Regions from separate parts of the Pan troglodytes genome. Here region 1 is linked to region 2. A link is a contact called in public Hi-C data. All regions are on one chromosome and are shown on one strand. Each heading gives the region's core, a stretch centred on a gene start, on an enhancer-like site or on the middle of the called end of the contact. The rest is flanking DNA. Distances are from core to core; before and after follow the strand shown. Region 1 overlaps XPR1 (xenotropic and polytropic retrovirus receptor 1). Region 2 holds the start of IER5 (immediate early response 5).

Evidence for each region. A called contact is a pair of places that touch in the nucleus more often than the background predicts.
Region 1: a contact with region 2 is called in a Hi-C map of stem cell-derived neural progenitor cells, with 3 times the contacts expected there. The contact joins the enhancer-like site here to the promoter of IER5 in region 2. A contact is called at or near these places in 1 of 7 Hi-C or Micro-C datasets (stem cell-derived neural progenitor cells) and 1 of 1 datasets of contacts at active chromatin or transcription factors (stem cell-derived excitatory neurons).

Annotation. Positions count from the first base shown.
Region 1 is chr1:68,249,996-68,255,631 of NHGRI_mPanTro3-v2.0_pri, reverse strand. It overlaps XPR1 (xenotropic and polytropic retrovirus receptor 1), which reads left to right. Exons shown (of 15, transcript XM_524986.9): 14 at 440-661; 15 at 4,381-5,636. The coding sequence ends at 4,441. Among named protein-coding and RNA genes, the nearest start is that of KIAA1614, 30 kb to the right of the region's middle. Within about 2 kb of position 2,376, at least 7 of the 24 cell types and tissues checked have an H3K27ac peak or open chromatin away from gene starts, as enhancers often do. A contact at or near this core is called in stem cell-derived neural progenitor cells, where this site is marked.
Region 2 is chr1:68,043,821-68,049,273 of NHGRI_mPanTro3-v2.0_pri, reverse strand. IER5 (immediate early response 5) reads left to right here and starts at 1,995. Exons shown (of 1, transcript XM_016933680.3): 1 at 1,995-4,150. The coding sequence starts at 2,210. The coding sequence ends at 3,193.

The DNA of each region.
Region 1 (5,636 bases), core at 1,127-3,626, 210 kb before region 2:
TAATGATGGCATACTCTATTCCCTTGTCCTGCTTTATTTTCTTCACAGTACTTATCATTAGCCGATTGATTGTTTACTTGCTCATTGTCTGTCTCCACCACTAGAAATTACACCCCATAAGGGCAAAAAGGCTTTGAGTCATTCTGTGCCTTTACTGCCTTATGGCAGACATTCAGTAAATATTTTTCAAATAAGTTGAAAGAATGAGCACTCTAAAACTGCATTCCATAAGTCCCTCCCTTTTTCGTAGTCTAGTCTTGTTTCCCTTACCCCCCCACCACCACCTCCCCACAACACCATCTTTCCCTATTTTAATATTCAAGCCCTTAATTCTTTGTTTTTGTTTCCATGAGTGGAAACTTGATACCCTGGGAGGTTTACAGGTAGCAGAAGTATGTTACAATTTCATGAGTACTTTGATCTACCCCATTTTGCTAAGGCGATTTGTGTGGAACTTCTTCCGCCTGGAGAATGAACATCTGAATAACTGTGGTGAATTCCGTGCTGTGCGGGACATCTCTGTGGCCCCCCTGAACGCAGATGATCAGACTCTCCTAGAACAGATGATGGACCAGGATGATGGGGTACGAAACCGCCAGAAGAATCGGTCATGGAAGTACAACCAGAGCATATCCCTGCGCCGGCCTCGCCTCGCTTCTCAGTATGTATGGCTTCTACTTCTGTGAGGCATATTTCCTTTGAGTTTTAGCATTGGGTAGCATGTAAGCTAAAAAGCTATCAGGTTGAACCAAATGAAATTGCCAATACTCAGCCATTTTTCACCTACAAAAAAACAGTAATAAGCAGCAATTCCATATGATACAGCCTATGACTGTCTAAATGAGCACATAGAGTAAATGTCATCAATGCATAACCTAGTAATTTGGCACTAAAGATCCACTGTCTGGAGGAAAAGGTTGTTGGAGAGTGATTTATTAATACTTGACTCTTCTGTGTGTTGTGTATACAAATAATTTTTATGTTATAAACTTTAGGAATCCTGCCATCTATGCCTTGACCAAATGACTTAATTTCTGTTTTCTGCCCCTCATCTGTAAATTGAAATTAATATGGTTCTTGCTTATAGGGCGGTTAAGTGGATTATATTCATTATTACATAGAACTTGGACCAGTTCCCTCACAGAAAGAGCCTACTAAGAATAAACTATTACTATTTTTATCTTCTTATTAAATACCTACAACAATATTTTTATCAGTCATTGACTACGTATGTTGCTAAAAGTTACCATAAATGTACAGTATATGGTGACTGCATATGAAATTTAGAGACAATAGATAGCACAGTAGATTGGAATGAAGGAGGCTTAGGTTGAAGATGAACGGTTTTCTAAAGGATAAGGGAGTGAATAGACTAGAGACACAGTAAAGAACATAAAGGTAGAAATGAAGTGCAGAAAGAAAAACCATGTGACTAGAATTGTAGTAAGAATAATTTTGCTGAATAGATGAAGTATGATTGTAAAAGGCTGAAAATGCAAACTTGATCTTGTAGGCAGGAATGAGTCACAGATAATTTTTTTTTTTTGAGATGGAGTCTCGCTCTGTTGCCCAGGCTGGAGTGCAGTGGTGCAGTCTCCACTCACTGCAAGCTGCACCTCCTGGGTTCACGCCATTCTCCTGCCTCAGCCTCCCGTGTAGCTGGGACTACAGGCGTCCGCTACCACACGCAGCTAATTTTTTGTGTTTTTGGTAGAGATGGGGTTTCACCATGTTAGCCAGGATGGTCTCGATCTCCTGACCTCGTGATCCGCCCACATTGGCCTCCCAAAGTGCTGGCATTACAGGCATGAGCCACCGCACCCAGCCACGAGTCACAGAGAATTTTTCTGTAGAAGAATGACATTGTGAAAGTAGTATCCTAGGAAGTTTTAATAGCACTGTGTAAGATATATTAGGCAAGGGAAAACTCAAGGCCAGAAAGCCAGATGAAAAGCTATGCAGTACTTCAATGTATGGGGCAGTGAAAATTCAGATCAGGATGCTTACTGTTGGACCAGAAGGAACATAAGGAGATGTTTTGAAGGAAGTAAGAAACAGGAGGTAGTATCAGTAACTCATTGGATATAGAGGAGTAGAGTAGAACCTGCTGAACTTTAAATAGAGATTTGGAAGTTCTCTGAAGAAGGCAGAGAAAAGCAGAGAGCAGGGAACTGAGTCTTAATCCCTGGCTCAACCATAGTAGCCAGGGAACAAACACAGACCAGAGAAAAAAAGAAAATAAACAAAAGAGGCAGGAATAGTCAGGGAGGTAATAGGAAGAGCATCAAAACAAAGCATGGTAGGTGCTGTGATCCCAAGGAAGCAGAGTTTGAAGAAGCTGGGGCAGGGGAGCACTGAGTGGGTCAGTGAGATAAGTGCCACAAAGGGCTGGAAGAAAATGCTGAGTGTGATTGGTGACCTCATTGAGCTCCTGATTTTGAAGTCTAATTATCCTTGTTAGTTACCAGCAGAGGGCAATCTAAACATATACTATTTCTGCTTAAACAAGGGGCTCTTTGGCAATAGATTATTCTGTTCCATGTCAGGTGTTTAACGGAGAAACTCTGGGAAACCAGATTGCACCAAGAGTAAGACATTAGGAATGGAACAGTTGGTGTACAGCGGAGAGTGCAGGGAATCCAAAATAAGATCTGAGTTTCAGTACTGACTTTATCACTCATGCAACCTTTAGCATATCCTTAATGTGTGTGGTTTTTTTGTTTGTTTGTTTGTTTGAAACAGTATCTCGCTCCGTTGCCCAGGTTGGCTCAATGCAGCAGCACGATCATGACTCACTGCAGCTTCAACCTCCTGGGTTCAAGCACTCCTCCCACCTCAGCCCCCCAAGTAGTTGGCACTACACGCCTGCACCCCTCTGCCCAGCTAATTTTTTATTTTTTATAGAGACAGGGTCTTACTATGTTGCCCAGGCTAGTCTCAAACTCCTAGCCTCAAGAAGTCTTCCCTCCTTGGCCTCCCAAAGTGCTGGGATTACAGGCAAGAGCCACCACACTCAGCCACCTGATTTTATTGTTGGTATTTATAGTGGTAAATGGTTTATGTTGGGCTGAAATGTGCTTCACTGTAATTTCACTGTAACTTTAACAATTTGATCCTATTTGGGCTCTCTCACATAACTTATAATGAGTCTCCTCCCTCTTCTGCATTGTATGTTGTCAACTCTTTGAAGAGAAATAACTGTTATGCCTCTCCTTAGGTCTTCTCTTCTGCTGGCTAACTCTTTTGGTTTCTCATGTATGCCTCAAGTGGTGTTTTATCTCATCCTCATCATCCTTATCACAATTTCTTATATTTGTTTTTTGGAGGTTGGTTTTTTTTTTTTTTTTTTTTTGGAGACGTGGTCTCAGTCTGTCACCTAGGCTGGAGTGCAGTGGTGTGATCATACCTTACTGCAGCCTTGAACTCCTGGGCTGAAATGATCCTCCTTCCTCAGCTTCCTGAGTAGCTGGGGCTACAGGTGTGCACTATCATACCTGGCTTTTTTTTTTTTTTTTTTAAAGACAGGGTCTCACTGTGATGCCCAGACTGGTCTCAAACTCCCGGGCTAAGGCGATCCTCTTATGTCAGCCTCCCAAGGAGCTGGGATTACAGGAACCAGCCAGTTTCTTAAGTTTGTTTAATGCTTTTTTCATCCATGTTCTCACTTGATATGCATACTGTCTCCATGAGGTGAAAGTGGTATTCAGTGAAATCGGTGTTATCATTCCTGCCTTACAGAGATAGAAACGGGCACTCAAAGGGTTAAATAGATGCATCATAAAATCAAAGTCAGGTGGCCAGGTGCAGTGACTCATGCCTGTAATCCTAACACTTTGGGAGGCCAACACGGGCAGATTACCTGAGGTCAGGAGTTTGAGACCAGCCTGGCCAACATGGTGAAAGCCCATCTCTACTAAAAATACAAAACTTTGCCAAGCGTGGTGGCACATGCCTGTAATCCCAGCTACTCAGGAGGCTGAGGCAGGAGAATTGCTTGAGCCTGGGAAACGGAGGCTGCAGTGAGCTGAGATTATGCCACTGCACTCCAGCCTGGCGACAGAGCGAGACTCTGTCTCAAAAAAAAAAAAAAAAAAAAAAATCAAAGTCAGTACTCAAACCCAGATCACTACCTTCTGCGTTGCACATACCCTGCCATTGTTCTTGTTACCTTCCTCTGGTTGTGATCTAGTTTCTTAGTGTTTTTCCAATAGTATCTGAAATTGAATAGGAAACTCTAGAATAATCCATCTGGTACAGCAGGTAGCCCCTGTTTAGGATGTATGTTTAATGATGGTAAGACTGGAAATGTGTCTAATACTGTGAAAGTGTTTATATTTGGGTAATGGACTAAGTGCTTTTTGTCCCCCTTGTTACCACTAGATCCAAGGCTCGTGACACTAAGGTATTGATAGAAGACACAGATGATGAAGCTAACACTTGAATTTTCTGAAGTCTAGCTTAACGTCTTTGGTTTTCCTACTCTACAATCCTTTCCTCGACCAACGCAACCTCTAGTACCTTTCCAGCCGAAAACAGGAGAAAACACATAACACATTTTCCGAGCTCTTCCGGATCGGATCCTATGGACTCCAAACAAGCTCACTGTGTTTCTTTTCTTTTCTTCTGGTTTAATTTTAATTTTCTATTTTTAAAACAAATATTTACTTCATTTGCCAATCAGAGGATGTTTTAAGAAACAAAACATAGTATCTTATGGATTGTTTACAATCACAAGGACATAGATACCTATCAGGATGAAGAACAGGCATTGCAAGGACCCTCTGATGGGACGGTACTGAGATATCTCGGCTTCCGCTCAGCCCGGTTTTGACTGGTTGAAACCGGACATTGGTTTTTAAATTTTTTGTCAGTTTATGTGGAGAATTTTTTTCTTTCCTTCATACCCAGCGCAAAGGCACTGGCCGCACTTGCAGGAAAAGTGCAACTTAAAGCAGTACCTTCATTCATGAAGCTACTTTTTAATTTGATGTAACTTTTCTTATTTTGGGAAGGGTTGCTGGGTGGGTGGGAAATATGATGTATTTGTTACACATAGTTTTCTCATTATTTATGAAACTTAACCATACAGAATGATATAACTCCTGTGCAATGAAGGTGATAACAGTAAAAGAAGGCAGGGGAAACTTACGTTGGATGACATTTATGAGGGTCAGTCCCACATACCTCTTTCAGGAGACAACTTGCACCAGTTTGACCTTTTCTTTTCTTTGTTTTTATTTTAAGCCAAAGTTTCATTGCTAACTTCTTAAGTTGCTGCTGCTTTAGAGTCCTGAGCATATCTCTCGTAACAAGGAATCCCACACTTCACACCACCGGCTGAATTTCATGGAAGAGGTTCTGATAATTTTTTTAACTTTTTAAGGAACAGATGTGGAATACACTGGCCCATATTTCAACCTTAACAGCTGAAGCTATGCCTTATTATGCATCCACATGTATGGTCCCTGTAGCGTGACCTTTACTAGCTCTGAATCAGAAGACAGAGCTATTTCAGAGGCTCTGTGTGCCCTCACTAGATAGTTTTTCTTCTGGGTTCAACCACTTTAGCCAGAATTTGATCAAATTAAAAGTCTGTCATGGGGAAACTATATTTTTGAGCGCATGGAACAAATTAT
Region 2 (5,453 bases), core at 746-3,245:
CTCTGTTGCCCAGGCTGGAGTACAATGGTGTGATCTCGGCTCACTGCAACCTCTGCCTCCTGTGTTCAAGCAATTCTCCTGCCTCAGCCTTCCGAGTAGCTGGGATTACAGGCACCTGCCGCCATGCCAGGCTAATTACTGTCTTTTTTTTTTTTAGTAGAGACAGGGTTTCACCATATTAGCCAGGCTGGTCTTGAACTCCTGATCTCAAGTGATCCGCCCACCTTGTCCTTCCAAAGTGATAGGATTACAGGCGTGAGCCACCACACCCGGCTGATTATTTTGTAATAAAAAAGACAGCAGCACAGAGAAGTGAAATAATTTTCCAGAGGCCATGCAGCAAGTGAAAGGTGAAGCTGGGATTCCAACCTAGGAAGCCAGCCTCCTCAGCCTGTGCTCTTAGCCATTGCTTTATAGTGACTAATAACTTGCAAAGAAAAAGAGAAGAGAAAAATTCTTGCGTCATTACTCAATATATGCTATTTGGTTTTGTAATTATTTGTGTCATTATTTTATCTCTTCCTCTACGTGGGCTGAAAATTCCTAGAGGGGAGGAACTCTGGGTCTCAGAGCCTGCTGTCTCAGTTACCATCAGTTGTGGGCACAGGTAATGCTATTGAGCCATCACATCCTCTGGAGATTGTGAATTGGTCATGATCAAGCCCACTCTTCACTGGTATTTTTCCTAAATAAATTCATTGCTTGACCAACCCCGGGGCAGGATCAGGCCCAGGGTTCCACATGGACTCCAAGAAAGCAGTGCTTAGTTTTCTCATTCAGATTGTGGCTGAGAAGTTGTCATTTATCGTCTGTACAATAAAGCAGATGTGTATGTGACTTCCCCCTTTTCAGCAGTGGAGACATTGAAGCGGCCTGAGGTTATTTACCCAGAGTCCTCAGGCAGGTCTGTGGTGGAGCTTCGGTGGAACTAACTGGAAGTGACTCCATGTTTCCAGTCCAGGACCCTGGGCAACCCCGTGGTAATTGTGTCCTGATATACTTATAAGGACCAGTAGATGGACTAAGTTGTTGACTGACCAGAAAATTCTGGAACTCCCTAGCACTATATTTTTACCTTGACACGAAATGAAATTATGACATCATCATGGGAACACAGGACTTCTTTCTTTTTATTTTCAGAACTTGCTCGATTTTTCCAAGGGTGGACTGGGTCAGTCCTTGTAATGGAAAAATGGAAATGAAAAAAAAAAGGAAAAAAAATCATTGTGGAGAACCTGTAACATCTTCCATTTAACTTATTTGATAACTGGGTTTGTTCTAGAATCTAGAGAACAAAGTGAAAGATGCCAGCTTTAGAGGACAACCAATAACTTTGTATCTAGACACGATTCCTTGATAAGAAGCCAAAAACCTAGCCAAAAACTTCTGGAATCCCCCTTTCCTTTGGGGTTAGAACTGACAGCTGCTAAGAGTGTATGTGACTCTAGCGGGGAAAGCGGCTCATCCAAAAATAATGATTGCCAAATACTTTGCAGTAATACTATTTGTTATCCAGGGGTGTCCTCCGCCGCGTATGGCCACCATCTCTATTTTTGCCAGGGTTGAGGGGGGTCGCTTACAGGTGTGGCCGGCCTGGAAACGGTGGCGTGGCTGGTGAGGGCGGAGTCGATCCGGGAAGGATCAGGACTTTATGGCAGAACAGAGTCCACCACCGTGTTCGGAAGAAAGTTCGAATATTTTGTTCGCTTTGGTTCCGGCAAGCCATCGCACAAGCCAGAATCTGTAACTCCAAACGGTAGCGCTCTCGAGCACCGTCCCCAACATTCACTCCCCACGGGCCTGGTCTGCGGCCGCAAGCCGTCGCCCCCTTTAAGAGCCTGCTCCGCGGGACTAACGTTCGAACGGGCCCTGGCGCCCCTCCTCGGGCTCCGATTGGCCGTGCGCGGCGCACGAGGGCGCGCCGGCCAGCCCCGGAACGGTTGGCGGCCCTTCGTGATTGGCGGTCGAGGAGCCTATATAAGACGCGAGGCTGCCGGGCTGCCCTGTTTAGCGACCGGACCCGAAACGGGGAAGTTGTCTTGTGTGGAGAGGTTAGTAGATCTGCGCGCGCGTCACCAGAGTCGTTTCTCTTCGGAGTCTTAGGTGATCGAGGGTGTGCCCAGGGGGCGGACTTGTTTGCGCCTCCCGTTCCCTCCCAATTTCCAAACGTGTCACCCCGGCGCCGACGGCCCTGTGCAGGGGAAGCAGGATGGAGTTCAAGCTGGAGGCTCACCGCATCGTCAGCATCTCTCTGGGCAAGATCTACAACTCGCGGGTCCAGCGCGGCGGCATCAAGCTGCATAAGAACCTCCTGGTCTCGCTGGTGCTGCGCAGCGCCCGCCAAGTCTACCTGAGCGACCCGTGCCCCGGCCTCTACCTGGCCGGTCCCGCTGGGACCCCGGCACCGCCACCGCAGCAGCAGCCCGGGGAGCCGGCGGCCGGGCCACCCGCCGGCTGGGGAGAGCCGCCCCCGCCCGCCGCTCGTGCCTCTTGGCCGGAGACCGAGCCGCAGCCGGAGCGCTCCTCCGTCTCAGACGCGCCGCGGGTAGGGGACGAGGTGCCGGTGGCCACGGTGACTGGAGTCGGGGACGTTTTTCAGGGCGGAGAGGCGGACGCGACGGAAGCTGCTTGGAGCCGCGTGGAGGGGCCGCGCCAGGCGGCAGCCAGAGAAGCCGAGGGTACCGCCGGAGGCTGGGGCGTCTTTCCTGAGGTATCTCGTGCCGCGCGCCGCCCCTGCGGCTGCCCCCTAGGCGGGGAGGACCCGCCGGGTACACCGGCCGCGACCCCCCGCGCTGCCTGCTGCTGCGCGCCGCGACCAGCCGAGGACGAGCCCCCCGCGCCGCCCGCGGTGTGCCCCAGGAAGCGCTGCGCGGCGGGGGTGGGCGGCGGCCCAGCGGGCTGCCCGGCGCCCGGCTCGACCCCGCTCAAGAAGCCCCGCCGGAACTTAGAGCAGCCGCCGAGTGGAGGAGAGGACGACGACGCGGAGGAGATGGAGACCGGGAACGTGGCTAACCTCATCAGCATCTTCGGTTCCAGTTTCTCGGGACTCCTACGGAAAAGCCCCGGGGGCGGCAGGGAGGAAGAGGAGGGAGAGGAGAGCGGTCCGGAAGCCGCCGAGCCCGGGCAGATCTGCTGCGATAAGCCGGTGCTGAGAGACATGAACCCCTGGAGCACAGCCATCGTGGCTTTCTGAGCCCTTGGCCCCCCTGCGGGGAGGAGGTGGAGCAGCGGGCGTCCCCGAAGTGAGGGCCAGGCCCTTCCCGGCTGCGAGGACGCCCAGAGACCGCGGGCGCTGAGCGCGTTGGGCAGACTGGTTGCCTCTGGGCATCGCAAACTGCCCCCGGGCGCATCTGGCTTATCTGGAGACCTGGGAGCTTGAGGCTCATTGGAAGAGGACGATCGTTAACTTTTGTGTTTGTGTATGTCTGTGTATGTAAGTTTGTCTTGTGGCATTAAGACTATTTTGCTCTTCTGGAATGCACCACTCCTTCCCCAGGGTTTAAGAGATTGGGGGCAGACAGGGACTTTCCTCTGCCGGCTGCGTGGAGAAGGAAGCGGCTAAAAGGTTTGGGTCGGGGAGTTCCCCATTCGTTCTCCGGGGAGGGAGGGACTTTACACCCACCCCTCACCGGAAAGCTAGACCCGCTTCAGGGCCAGGAGTGGCGTTTCCGCACAGGATTTCCTAAGACGAGAGGGATTTAGCCAAGAGCACAGACTTGGATTCCTTCTGTCCCTCCCCACCTTTCTCTCCCAATGAAGAAACGTTTATATCCTGTGATTACTCTAGGAAAGGGGCGTATTAACGGTCCTTTGCTTCCCCGCAGGGGAGAAAAAGCTTGACGAACTTCACAGAAGAGTTCAAGCTTGGAAATAATGGAGTTTATAGAGAAAAGATATATTTTTAAAAGCTCTAGGTCAGAAGTACTACACAGTGCTTTTAAAAAGTGTTAAATGAGAGTTTACAGACAGAAGCCCGAAGTGGAAAGACCTTATGGTTTTGTAGATATGGTGACTCCAGTCTTTGTTGTATAAAGGTTGGGGGAGCTGATAAGGTTTTTGTACAGTATTTTCTCCTTCGTTGTATTGATTTTTGTATAAAAATGTAACTTCTACGTGTCTAACACGTATTAAATATTTTGAAGCAACGTAACTGCCTGCTTGTCTGTAATAACCTGCCTGGGTTGGGAGGGAAGTGGGAGGAGGGAAACCAGGGCCTGAGCTAGAAAATTGAAGGTGTGGTTCTTAGTATCAGTCATTCGCAGACTGAGGACATTGTTTACTGACTCCACTAAGTATCAAGAGAGACACGTTTAATTTTTCCTCCTAGATCAGAGGACTGCTATTAGATACTAATATCAGCGACCTGTCAGGTTCTAGAAACCTGCCACTACAACTGCCTTTTCTAAGGTCAGTTTAGACCAATTTGTCACCCAATATGTGGGTGTCTAATACTAACTAATTTAACCAACTTTTGAAGCCCCGCTTATCCACAAAAATGTTTTTCAGCAAAACTTTGTTTCCTGTTAAGCTATTAATACGGGTCATCTTTTAGCTTTGTAACTGAAAAAAAAAAGTTTAGATAGTAGTTTACCTTAAAAGCCCATTCGAACTGACATAGGAAGATGAAAGAGACTGACTTGTCCAAATTGTCAGGTCCACCTCTGCATCACAGTGGATGTCAGGATGTAAATTTTCAGTTTTTCTCTTACATCTAGAAAGTAAATGTATTGCTGAGAGGGAAATTGCTTGCATCAAACCAGATAAGGAAGGAGGGCTAGGCAAATTTAATTCTCATTTAGCAAAACTTCCTGATTTGTTACTTAAATGGTGACATCAGTGTTTGGTCATGGTAGACACTTAGGTGATGATAGCCAAAACATCCATCGATTTTACTAAAATCACTGCCATTAAGAGAGTTTTTTGTCTCTTCATGTTCAATGTTTGAAAGGTATTCAATAATCTATTTCAGAAGCAAATCAATTAGGGAATGGTGTTTATTAAAATACGGTACAGTTGCCAGGACTTTAAAAGATGGTACTGGTTTCTAACAACTTATGAGTATATAGGGTGTTTAAAAGATGGGAGAGATTGAAGAAAGACAAAGGTTTAAAGGTCATAGCCTTCGAGCATAAGAGGCATATGAATGGTGTCTTGGCCTTAACTCCCAATTATATGAACTTCTGTTTTAGCTGAATAGGCCAGTGCCTCGTGCCTTGATATTTCGGCAAATCTATTAGTGGTTCCTTAAGCATAGGGAACTTTCTACTTTATGCTCTGTCGCCATAATAATGTATTTATAGAATTAAACATTCTCAAATTAGGGTCTTGTTAAACTGACTTTTTCTTTCAGAAAGTAGCTACTTAAATTGTGTTACAGCTACAAAAGATCCATCAAGTGCTGACTGCTTAAACTGAAGAAGGTGTCCAGGGCCTTAATTCTGCAAACATTTCCT